2 separate regions of the Mus musculus genome follow, and region 1 is linked to region 2. The links are chromatin contacts, called in public promoter capture Hi-C maps. All regions are on one chromosome and are shown on one strand. Each heading gives the region's core, a stretch centred on a gene start, on an enhancer-like site or on the middle of the called end of the contact. The rest is flanking DNA. Distances are from core to core; before and after follow the strand shown. Region 1 holds the start of B430010I23Rik (RIKEN cDNA B430010I23 gene). Region 2 holds the start of Pdgfrl (platelet-derived growth factor receptor-like).

Region 1 (6,528 bases), core at 1,445-3,944, 92 kb before region 2:
AGAGAGAGAGAGAGAGAGAGAGAGAGAGAGAGAGAGAGAAACAGCAAGATAATAAAACAGAGAGAAACCGAAAGAGACACAGAGAGACAGAGAGACAGACAGACAAAGAGAGAAAGAAAAAGAGAAAGGAAGAGGCCAGACACAAACTGTACCCTTTAAAACCCCACTTCCAATCATGTTCTACCTCCTAACAGCCCATTCAGCTCTGACACCTTGAGAAAACTAATCCACTGATGAAGTTAGCGTACTCATGATCCATGTCTCTCAACAGGACCAGCATGCTGGGGTGTCAAGCTTTCAGTGCCCGAGTGTTTCTTTCCAATCCACAGCAGAATGGCTGTGTAACAGTGACCTTAACGAATATCAAGCCCATGGGCCCCCTCCTTAAGGAGACCCCGGGGGCTTCTAGCTCTATCTTTACCCACCCTCTGGACTCCAGGATCTTATACTTCCTTTCTATATGATAACTCCTCACTCTGTGCTTGCTTCTGCTTTTAAAAGAAATAGCATATTTTATTATTTTAGGTGTTTGTCACGTGTATGTCTTTGCACCACTTACATGCGGTGCCCACAGAAGCCAGAAGAGAGGGTACTGGACTTTCAGACAGTTGTAAGCTGTCCTTAGTTGCTGAGAATTGAACTTGACCCCAGGGTTCTCTGGAAGAGCAAGCCAGTGCTCTTAACCACTGACTCATTGCTCCAGCCTCTGTTTTGGCTCCTTACGATGAAAGTTCATTGATAGCAGAGTCTGCTTCCAGTTCCTTCTTGTAAAACCACCCCAAGAATTGAAGTTGACAATTCAGACAGTACCTGAGTGGACGAGCGAAGGGCGAGGGTGGAACTGCAGAAACATCTTACAAGAGCACACAGAATCCCCATGTTGGATGTTCTCCACCCCTTCTCTGTTTTATAATCCATCAGTGAATGTTCGCTAGTTGCCTAGTGTGTACAAGGCACTCACTGTTAGGAAACAGCTGAAAGGGAAAGGGTAAGTTGAGCAATTAAAAATCCCCTTAACCCTTTACAGAGATCTCTTGTACCCACTGTTGAAACATTTGGATCCTATTAACCAGCATTGCTGTTAGTAACCCTAGAGTCCTCATCAAAGGGTCTCTAGGCATATTTCTTGGTAAGGTAAAACAAGACCAGATAGGTTTTTTTTTTTTTGCATATAGAATCTAACCTAGGCTAGTACCTCCCCCCCCCAAAGGGTTTTAAATTATGCTAATAGTCTACATCTCAGATTTAAAGGGGTGGGGTGGGGGTGGGAGCAGGCAGGATGAGGGAGTGGGTGGGAAGGAAGTGTCCACAATGATAAAAGTATGAACTCTCTGCAGCTCTTTCCTGTAATAGTTCCTGTGTTGCTGATGCCATTCAGTAGCCTGCAGAAGTCAGGCACACTGGCGGGACGACAGCCAGCCACTAAGTGCTTGCATCCCAGAGACCCTAATTAAATTACGGAGAATCCCGTTGTTGTTGAGTTTTTTTTTTTTTTCCTTAAAGCGCTTCATATATTTAATGCATGAGTTTGAAAGCATCTTCGTGTGGATTTCCACCTTTCTCTCTAGTCTCACTGTGTGTGTATGTCTGTGGGGCGAGGGTGGGGTTGCATGTTATAGTACAAAGATAATCAAATAAACCTCTTCTCTGGATTATAAATGGTTTATCATCTATGACAGAGACACTAATCTAAGCAGCTGGAAAAAAAAATCGGTCTCTAACTGCCAGAATGTATTTTATCATCTTGAGTAAATAAGAAGTACATTTAAAGGGCAGGCAACCCAGACAGTCATGCAGAAACTAATAGTATGTCTGTTGGAGTCTGGGCTCTGTGGTCTGCATTTTTGAGTAGATCATATTAAAGCCCCGGGTTTCCCATAGTCCTGCGCTGCTTCGCCTCAGATGATGTCATCTGCTTTGATTGATGACCAAAGAATTGGTCCTGGACATTGCCCTCCTAAGTACCAGGCTCCTTGAAGGCAGGAGCTATGTCTTAATTTTCTTACATATCATTATGGTATAGGATATAAAATGTGCTTAGCTATATGAGTAATAACTCATAATTCAGAAAGATAAATGTCCCTTCTGGGCATTTGGGGGGAGGGGATGTTGGCTTTCCAGAAAGTGTATAAAATGAGTCAGGTTAAGAAAGCCCGTCATCCCAAGAGGGTAGCATGGATTCTGGGAAGGATAGCTTTTGACTTGGATGGAAGATCTCGGGATGCTAAACAGGAGCTAGGCAATTCTAGTCCATGGGAGCGCACACAAGCACACAGGCTAGCACCCACTCATGCTTGCTACACGTATGTATGTATGCTGTATTTGCTGGAGGAAGAAATTCCGCCTCATGTATGGGTGCTACCTGAGCTCCACCTTCAGTCCCAGTGTCATTTGTAACATACTCAAAAGAGAAGGGAGTTTATACACAGAAAATATTGAATAACAGCCCTCTAGGGTATAAAGAAACCCCTTCTATGCTTGCGTACTGGGCTCTAAAGAACCAGGACTAGAAGCAAAGGTGACACCAAGGGCAAAAAGCCATTGTGAAGGAAGAGTGGGCTGGCTTTCCCCCACCCCCACTTCCGGCCATTGAGACACAGTGACAACTGACCTTGATGTCCTCACGCTGGATCTTGCTGGAGAAGGCTGAGTGTGGTTTAGGGAAGTGAGTTAGGACAGATGTCAACACTCACTGAAATCTGTTGCCTCCTGAAGTCCACTAATAAGCTAACCACCCCTCCCTCGGGTGTTTCTGGAGGGAGGGAGGTGTGGCTTTCCAGAGTCCTTTAGAGATAAGCATCAGTAGCGTCAGCTTTTGCCATCTTCCTTTCCGTTTTCTTGTGCAAGTGGTAAGATTTCCTTGTCCTTTTACCCCCTTTTGTTTGCAACTTGGCTGCTGTGGGAAAGGGGACTCTGAAGCGTGGTCACAGTTTCATGTCTAATAGAGCTGTCCCCGCTTTTCTCTCACGCCACTGACAGACTCTGCCATTTATCCAAAGCATTTGAATAAAATTAAGGCTTGACGTGACAGTACTCGAATAGTCAGGCTGTAGTGGCACGTGCCTGTAATCCCAGAACTTGGGAGACTGGGGCAAAGGAAAGCAAGTATGAGACCCGTAAGAAGGGGAGAAAAGAGAAAAACATTGTATCTGTGGGTTATTATTTTGTTGTTCTCAAACTTTAGTTTTTGCATTACAAAAGCAATCGTTTATTTTTGAAATTTGGAATTCCTGACTGGTGATTTCAAATATATGTAATCCCCAATACCCATGTATTATCAATGAACTATACTCTATTGTAATATTATTTAAAGTTCTAAATCACAGCAGGGCCCCCTGGGTGCCCTTCACCATGAGGTTCATCATGCCTTTAGTATATGGGTTCTGAAGAGCAAACCCCCTTTTTCTATTAGTGAGTGCGATAATCTAATGACCTCAATTAGAGAGCGGAGTAAAAAGGCTCACACATCTAAAAATAACTCCATTATCCACGCAGAGAGGGTCCCGTTTCTGTTTCCTCTGCCCCCGCTGATATTAAGTAAGTGCCAATCGATCAGGATAATGTCTGGCTCTCGTTTCTCATAAATGAAGGGCTGTGGCTTTAAGTAATCATCCGTTGCTTGTGCCAGAGACAGAAGCTGCAGTATCAGCTTCAGAGAGGAGAGAGAGGAGTCTGAGGCAGTAACCTGCGGGACAGGCGGGGAGGCCACCAGGGCCAATGGCGCTCCTCCCTGTGGAGCTTTGAATGTAGGCAGACCCGGACGGACGGATGGGTGGGAGGCGTGGCCACCTGTGCGCTTCTTGGACAGTGCAGGGGGTGGGGGAGTTGGAGAGACCGGAGCTGGAAAATGGGCTGCCCTAGCAGCAAAATGTGCCTCTCTCCTCCCTGTGCAGCAACAAGGGTAATTAGTATTTGTTTACAGGGCTTTTCTAGAAGGGTGTCAGGGACTACGTACTGCAGACCCTGTCTGGAACCAGGGGGAAGTGCTTTGAGTGAGAAGCAAGTCTAGACTGCAGAGACCAGTCTCGTGCTCTCTGCCATACTGCAACCCAGATGCCGGCTGGAGTCCCACATCTAAGGTCATCTCAGGAAGTGCCCTTCCTGAAAGCCTGGACATTCTCTCACTTCCTAGTTTCACCCTGGCGCCAGGGACTCTCCGTCTTGAGGAACTGTGTCTAATGATTGTGTTTGTATAAGTATGTGTGGATGTGTGCCTGCTACAGACCTGAAGGTAACGTGAAAATTATTCCTTACCGCAAGACTGATACTTGTTATTCTTTAAACCCTGAAACACCCTCCTGATTTCTTTCACTTCACTTCTCTCAAGCCTATTTAGAATTATAGTTGCTTCATGATGTAAGAGTCCTTGGAAACTGCTGTGTAGCTGGGTGAAATCAACTTGATTTCATCTTTAAGAGATTAATTTTTTTATTTGTCCTAGCTTAAAAGCAAACTTTTTTTTCCTCTTGTTCAGAATATAGGCTTGGCCTTGTAACAAAACTTTTTTATTTGCGGACATGGGACAAAGTCTATCTAAATGCCTATGTTTAGAACATTAAATATTTATCTTGAACTGATTAGGCCCTTATTGCCCTTGGAGGGGAGAGTGCATTACATCTTAAGTACAGTATGCATTAGCTTCAAGGGTCTATGGATCTCCAGTAAGTGCATGGCGCAAAGCAAATATTTTTAAATAGCCTCTCTTGTTCCTCAAAGGAAAGTTTCAACAGGACCTGGGAAAATACAGATTTTCTTTTTTGAAACATGAAATTCCTTCACAGCAAAGGGACATCTGGGTTTTGCTTTGTTTTTAACAACACAAACTGTTAGCTTAGTGATTCGTATCTCGGCCTCTCAACTCTGGGTCTCATTTTCCCAGCAGTGGTAAGTGTGTACTTTACTGAAAGGGAACCCTCTTTAAACAAACAAACAAAACAAAACAAAAAACGTTAGTAACTTGGTGTGTGTTTTCTGCAGCGGGAGGAAGCACTGAAGCAACACAAAACCCTCTCTCAAGAACTTGTCAGCCTCCGGGGAGAGCTAGGTAAGAGCCTGTTTTCCTGCCCCTGCCCCTGCCCTGGGTAAAGTTTACTGAACCTGAGCAATGTGCTCTAACCTCCTGCTCTGTGGCTGGAGTTACACAGCGGACAGCTGGTCTTTCTCCCTCTCTCGTATCTGTGCAGACACTTACTATCGACACTGCTTTTGAATCTTGGCAGTGTGACCTCAAGCTCACAAAATTCCTGGCACTGCTCTGAGTGAGCTAACACTCACTTTCTGATGACCAAGGCATAAAGCATTGCTTCGTATGGAGTAGACAGAGACAGAATGGTTTCTGTATTGTGTGCATTCCCATTGAATAATTATGTTTGTCTGTCTGTCTGTCTGTTATCTGTCTCTCTTTCTCTGTCTCTCTCTCTCTCTGTTTCTTTCTTTTTCTTTCTGGAACGACTTTTTATATTAAAGAGTGTTAAGAAAAAGCTATTCTCTGATAGAAGTGATTACGTTACACATCCCCGCTGTGGTACAGCGTACCTGTGAGTGTACAGTGAGTCTACAATTAAAGGAATACTGCTTGTTAGGGCCACCCATGCTCTGTGCTCCTTAAGTAGTCGGGATGAGCTGGGGAGGAGTGTCTACCAACTCGAGGAGCGGTGTGCTCTGTAGCATTCTCTAGGAAGTCTTGCTGTTTGATCTTTTGAGTTCTTGGTGCCTCTGAGGATCCCTAGATTTGAAGGACAAAGACAGTTGCCCTTTCTACCTGGATTACCTGTAGGAGAGATCGGTCTGCTGTGCCCCCCTCCCCTTGCCCTGTCTGTGGGGACCACTCACCCTAAGAATTGGCTTCCCGATTTAGCTTCAACTAGATCTGGAGTTGTTCAGCAAATGTCACCTGCCTTGTCCTTGGCTTTGCTTGCTGATAGGCTGTGTTAGAAGCATGTGTAGCATAAGTTCTTCAAAGGGAACAGCTAAAGATAGAATAAGTTTTGTTCGTTTAATTCTCAAAGAATCCTGTTTTTCTCTGAGAACCAGACTGTAGTTTAAATACCGCCATTCTGATTTGCTGGACAAGAATATTAGTCAGCAACTGCACTGGCCCAGTCAAGACAAAGGTCATGGGCCAGTTCATGTGGAGGCAAGATTGTGCCCTTCCCTACTCCTTGGCCTGCCAGTTGAAGTCAAGGCCAATTCCTCGCTAACCCTTGAGATCCACAACAGTAGAGAAGCCACCAGTGCTGGCTGGCATCAGGTAACAGAAAGGACGAACCCTTGTGGAACAATAATTTTAAGACAGATGATAAAGTACAGAAGCCCAGTGATGGGTGAGCTCTTTCGAACCGGGACAGAAGGCACAGCTTGGGTGACCCCGATCCCAGACACCATGAAGACCTTCCACTTCTAATTCAGTCTGGCTGCCTCCCTTTTGGTTACCCAATGACCAGCTCGAGTTGTTTCTGTGCCTTAAGTACGGTAATGGATACAGAATAAGGAGACAAGGGAGAAGGTATTTTTGTGTGAGTTTCAGTG
Region 2 (6,419 bases), core at 3,713-6,212:
CTATGTAAATATTCCAAAAGCCTTATAAGTTAAGAATTGATATTTCAAGTAATTAGAGTGGAATTCATCACCATTGGATTATAGAAGTTGTTGTAGAAGACATTGTATAGAAAAATGCATGGTAAATACTTTGGACTATGACATATTATTGACCTCAGATTCCACTTAGTAGCTCACCAGCCCTGGGAAGTCACTCGTGTGTGTCTTAGCTTTCTTATATACATGTAGAGTGACAATGATGGTAACAGCCATTCATGGGCTTAAAGATAGTCGTTTTTGATTCCATCTGTACAAGTGCTTTCCCTGCATGTATGTTGGTGTATGTGCATGTATGTAAGTGCACTGCATATATCCCTGGTGGCTGTGCAGGCTAGAAGTGGGGATCATGCCCCCTGGAATTGGAGAAATAGAAGGCTGTTAGTCACCATGTGGGTGTTGTGAACAGAACCCAGGAGTTTTTCCTTTTCTTTTCAAGCCTGTTCTGAGCTCCAGGGGCTTAGCCACACCTGTTCTGAGGCTCTAACAAATTTGTGTGTCCCTCCCTCCCTCCCTCCCTCCCTCCCTCCCTCCCTCCCTCCCTCCCTCCCTCCCTCCCTCCCTCCCTTTGCCTCAAAATTCCTGGTTGGAATATTCTGTTTCTGAGTCAGCCCTGTGACACTTGGAAGACTAGCAGGCGTCTTCAATTTAATGGCCCCAAAGTGAACTCTGAAAGCTACTCAGACCTGCTCCTTCCCAGGAGTCCTCTCTCCTACAGGCAGGAAGCCCCTCCACCTGGTTGCTCAAGACAGACACCCCAGTCTCGCCTTTCTTTTTCTCCTAGGCAGCAGCAAACCCCTTTGTTTTCATGTTTACAGTACATCCTGAGGGCAATCCCCCACCTCCACCCCATCTATTGCCACCAGACCTGGTCAACTTGCTTTCTTCTAGATTACTAATGTCTCCCCAAGTAGGCAGTTGGCTTCCACTTGGGGCTCTTCCCTACTCAAAACCGTTCATTGATCTTCACTTAACTTGAAAGAAAGCATTGTTCTCTCATGCTCTACGAGGACCTGCCCTCCCCTGGGTCACATTTTAGGGTACCCAAGCCTCCCTAGGTACTGGATAAAGCTCTTGGGCAGCCTTAGCTCTTCCTTGTGACACCTGTAGGTGTCGCCTCTGTATCTCAGGTGGGCAGGCTTCTAACTCTCTATCCAAGAAACACCCCCTAACCCACTCTCATATCCCATCCTGAGCTGTTTATGAACAAACTTCCATTGCTTTAAGCCACCTTATTCCTAGTGTAGATTGAGTATTCCTAATCTGGGGAAACAACAACAACAGCAACAACAACAACGGCAACAACAAAAGCTTTCAAATTCAAAACATCTGGAATTCTCGACAAGTGAAAAATGCCATAGCCAACTGCAAGTGCACAAAAATATTGCTTAAAATCACCTTTGGATTATATATGTATAGCAGATACACATAACATACATGAAGTCTAAGCTTCATGCTTAGACTCCAGTCCCACATCCAAGAAACTTGGTTATGCTTATGCAAACATGCCAAAAATCTGGAAAAAAAAATGCTAGCCTGACCCACATCTGTTCCCAAGAATTTTTGAGAGCGATTGTCAGCTTGTTCTTGGTCACAGCAGCTCTAGGAAGCTGACATGCTTTGGTTAGTGAGATCTATGATGCTTGTCAGTTTCTAAAAAACGATGTCTTCACACTCGTTTGTTCTCTGTTCCCTCCATTTGATCATGAAGACCAGGAAGAAAGGACCTTATAGCCTTGACCACAGAAAACAACCCTCTCTCTGAATTTTCCTCATCCTTCTGACAGCCTCTCTCTTTCTCTCTCTCTTGCTCTCAGACTAACCTCTTGAATGGCACTAAGTATGGAAGACAGGTTTATCTGTTAAACATACAGGCCAAGACCCTACATGCTCTGAAACATCCAATAATAGCACTTGTAAGCAAGATGTATTTTGTGAATACTTATTTATGTATGCATAGGTTTCTGGTCTACTGTCTGTTTCCAAGAAGTAAGCCAACACAAGAAAGTGATACATTGTTCTTGCTGGATAGTCATGGTCACTGTATCATTTTCCTTATCTTCTTTCAGACCTGGTTTCCCCCTCTAATGTTTTGATCTTTTTTTGAATTTTAGAAGCTTTCAGATTATCTAAGTCTAAATTATCTGAAAGCTATTGGATGAAGGGGCTTGTGTAGGTAAATGGAGATGCATTAATGGATCAATATGCGTATCTCAGCACTTGACTGTCACATTAAATATGCGTACGTAGGTGATAGGAGGTCAGTAGGTGACTGCAGTTTTATACTTTCAAGTGTGGACGTGGCAGTGCACCACTGGACAGAACGGGTCCTGGGAGCAGTCCCTCACTAACTGGGGTCTTGGCCTATTTATTCACTGTTTTCAAGCCTTCAGTTCACGAAATGGGTAGACAGTGTGGTCCTTCAGGTCTTCCCATTATAAAGAGAAATAGCATTATTTCTCAAAAACTTTAGAATTGGGCAAGACAAATGCCACTGCTTAGGACAGATGTCTACTCCGTGGATGCTTGCAGCGAAGGCTCTTCCTCTGAGGCTGTCTTCCAAATATGATCACAAAGTGGACAGGCTCAGGGACAGTTACAGTCACAGCTTGTGCCTGTAGTTGGGGCTGAGGGATGCAACCTGACCTGCCAATCAGATCTCAGCACTGGAAGGACGGCATGAATAGTTGCTCTCTTTGGCTGTCCCTGCGCTCTTCCTGTCACTACATCAGGATTCAAAACTAATGACAAAAATTCTTGAAAGGGTTAGGAAAACAGTTAAATAACTTAATGGAGTCAGTTTAATTTTCAGTATGTTTAACATTTTGTCAATGGCATATTATATTACATATATGTATCATATAAATATATATATGCACACACATATCATATCATATGTGTCTGTAAGTATAAGGGCAAGACCCACATTTACCTATTATTAATTATTAAATATTTGACCCATATTCCTCTTTGTCTCATAAATACTTATTGCTTGTAGGAGTAGAAGTTTATTTAAATAGATGCTAATTCATTTAGACAGATGTCTGCCGTACTTCACAAACTCCGACCTATGTTGGCTGAAGTCAATCTCAAGCCTTTCCAACCGGCTCCAACTTGAGTCCCTCCAACTCCAACTCCAATGGACTGTTTGAAGTTGTTTTGTCTGGCCGTCTTCTGCTCTATTCAAAAATGACTCCAAATACTGCATCCCCACCATTTTAGCAGTCAGAGACAAGGACCTGCCAGGAACGATTTAATACCGTGTTGTGCAGACTGAGCTCAGGGCAAAGGGGAACTGCTGTTCCCCTCCCCCAGAGGCTCTGCTTACACTTTTTTATTTACTCAGTCAGAGTCTGTCCTTAAGGAGCCTCGTGCACAGTGTCATGAGCCACCACCACCTTGAACGTCTGCATACTCGAGGCAGAGGACTGTAGCTTTAGAGAATGGAAACCCGGATGGAAGGGTCGGGATTGATGAGTGGATCAGTCCCAAGCCAGGTTGAGCCGGCTCCAGCATGGGATTGCATAACAGCAAGACACTTTTCAACCAAATCTAAGGAGCACATTTGTGGCAGTAACTGAGGAATTTTAAGGAAGCCTTGAGATCGGTCGCCAGATGTACTATGCAAACAGCAACGATTAAATAAATGATGCAGGAAATAAAATAATTAATTAAATTAAAATAATTAGCAGTGATATGTACTTAAAAAAATGTATAGTGTATAAAAACCACACACACAAACACACACACACACGTAATAAAGCCTAATCCTACGGTTATCTGTCTACAATACAGGATGGACCTAGGGCAGGTACACATCTCAAATAAACATTTTTTAAAGTGATGTAGTGGTTGGTGAAGTGGCTCCTTTTCATTACCATAGCGCAAGGAGGAAGCTCACCCCTGCACGGTGCCTTTTGATTTTCATAAGTCTGCTGTAGCATACACACTCCCAAACACACACACACACACACACACACACACACACACACACACACACACACACACACACACACACACTAAATGCAATTTAAAAAATTAAATGATGCAAGGCCCTCCTATGTGCTACAAAAAAAAAAAGTAGGCTTTGTTTCCATCCATCCTCTTATTTATACGGAAAATATAACTGCGGTCTAGTTTTTTTTTTTTTTTTTTTAAATTGGTTTAGTGCAGCATTTTGTTGTTGTTGTTGTTAAAAGACCTAGGCAAATCTAGCAGGATTTTAGTTCAGATTGGTATACAACAACAGCAACGACAACAACAACAACAAGCAAACAAAACAAGACTGTAATGGGGAAGGAAGACACACAGGGAATTTTCCACAAGAATCTCTTTGCTTAGGTGGCACCGGCTACAATAGTCCAGGGCGAGGATCGGTCGTATAAAGGTGGAAGCGAGCCACTGCGGGCGCGCCATCAGACCGACACGTTGACACAGGGGGCTGGACCAGGCTCCGTCTGGGGAAGATGGGGTAGATCGGTTCGATCGCCTGTGGCTTTCTGATAAGGCTAGAGAAGTCCTGATAGGCTCTTTCGGTCAGTGCAACCGCCGCCTTCACAGGAGTTCTTCAGGGCGATGGGGGAAAGGAAAAGAAGAAAGGGGACCCTTCTAGGACGAGCCAGGTACACCGGAAGGTGACCAGCGCTGGGGACGATCCCTATGGCCAAAAGTTAGAGGAGTTGCTGAGAGAATCTCGGACTGGGCGAAGGCGGTCAGAAGCCAGAGTCACTCACCATCTTCCAGCGCTTCGTGTAGCAACAGAAGTCCGAGCAGCAGCCAAAACTTCATCTTCAGGGCTGGTGACCTGCAGAATAGTTCAGGACTGCAGACGGCGCGACAGGCTGTCCAGGGCAGGGCAGGGGCGCAGAGGGGAGGCGGCGCCTGGGACACCACAGCTGGAGGATTCGGTTTCACTGGGGGAAACACAATTTGGGGGAAAAAAAAGAAGATTAAAAAAAATTTTTTTCCCCTGTGTAATGTGATCTCTTCTGCCCCCTGGTGGAGTGGTGACGGATAGAGCTATTACCAAGCACTGGGAAGACAAATGACTAGGAAGGCCTAAGGTGACCTAGATGATGGAATCAGGAATCAGTCCACCTTCTCTGGTAGGGTCTTGCTTCTTAGCAAAAAAGTGCGTCTTAAGTTTCTCTTGGTCCCCAGGTGTTCTCTTACTTGCACTAAAAAAAAAAAAAAAAAAAAAAATGGGTTTGCTATCGCATTAAAAAATATTGTTGGTTGTGGCTGCTCCTTTTAGGCCTGGTCAGAGACAGGGTAAGAGCGCATCTAGTCCTGGACCTGATGAACCTGCGCATCTTATGCAGGTGAAGGAGCTGTCATAGTGGGGAGGGACGGGGCTGCCTGTCTGCAGTCAGAGGGGCTCACAGCAACTGCTTGTATGAGCTTAACAAATGGAGAACCAGAGAGAAGAGAGGAGACGGGAGGATAAGCAGATAGCGGGAACAGTATGGGGAAAGAACTGGACTTCCGGTTGCGGTAGAGCGGGCTGTCAGTGTGGACCTAAGTCTAGAAAGGCCTTTTAAGAACCCCTCCGAGTACGCTGGGAGGAAATATGCGCCCAATGGAGGAGAAGAGCATTATTAGCAGTCCTGGGCCATCAAAAGTCAGAGTGAAATGTTAGTCCTTCTCTTATATGGTTTTTATTTTTTTGCCCATGGATTGTTTTCTAAATAGTATTTTAATTATACATCTTAGTGTTTTCTATGACTAAGATTCTCATTGCTCCTTTTGGTCTTACTTAGTTAAAAAAAAATCCCTTCAAACTAGTGCACACTATTAAGAATTTGCTTAGAAAAATAAACTTAAAAAAAAAACTAAATATTGGGCATTCCTTGCTTGTTCCCTAAATAAAGACATTTAACTTCTCAAAATAATCTTCCATCTAAATAGAATCAAGACGGATTACAAAATTATTATTTTTTTAAAGTCAGACATTTCTTATTTGTTTGAGGTCTCTCTACTTTGCCCTTGCTGTCCTTGAACACACCATAGAGAGGCCTCTAACTCACAGAGATCCACCTGCCTCTGCACCCTGCAAGTACTGGAACTAAAGGTGGGTGCCCCCGTGCTTGTCAAAACAGGAGCAATGAGAATCTTAGTCATAGAAAACACTAAGATGTCTACTTAAAATAACTACTGCTAATGCCGCTTCTACTCCATTGGGCGCATATTTCTGCCAGCGTACTCTGAGGGGTTCTTAGAAGCAATGTCAAAATCTTTGCTATTCCCCAAGTCAGTCATCAAAGGTAACATAGGGTAAGACAAGGACCCCAGCTACATAATTTCCATGAGGCAAAAAGAAATGACCTTTTCAATGCCAGGAAGCATCAGGTGATAAAGACGTACCATTATCGGCTGCATACTTG

The links. Capture Hi-C pulls out chosen DNA fragments and counts their contacts.
Region 1: a contact with region 2 is called in a promoter capture Hi-C map of pancreatic islet. The contact joins the promoter of B430010I23Rik here to the promoter of Pdgfrl in region 2. A contact is called at or near these places in 1 of 39 promoter capture datasets (liver), 5 of 115 datasets of contacts at active chromatin or transcription factors (bone marrow-derived macrophages, embryonic stem cells and microglia) and 3 of 9 other capture datasets (adipose tissue, liver and pancreatic islet).

What each region holds. Positions count from the first base shown.
Region 1 is chr8:41,013,904-41,020,431 of GRCm38.p6, reverse strand. B430010I23Rik (RIKEN cDNA B430010I23 gene) reads right to left here and starts at 2,694. Exons shown (of 3, transcript NR_015457.2): 1 at 2,612-2,694; 2 at 811-974. It overlaps Mtus1 (mitochondrial tumor suppressor 1), which reads left to right. Exons shown (of 14, transcript NM_001005863.2): 7 at 4,978-5,044.
Region 2 is chr8:40,924,776-40,931,194 of GRCm38.p6, reverse strand. Pdgfrl (platelet-derived growth factor receptor-like) reads right to left here and starts at 4,962. Exons shown (of 6, transcript NM_026840.3): 1 at 4,770-4,962. The coding sequence starts at 4,824.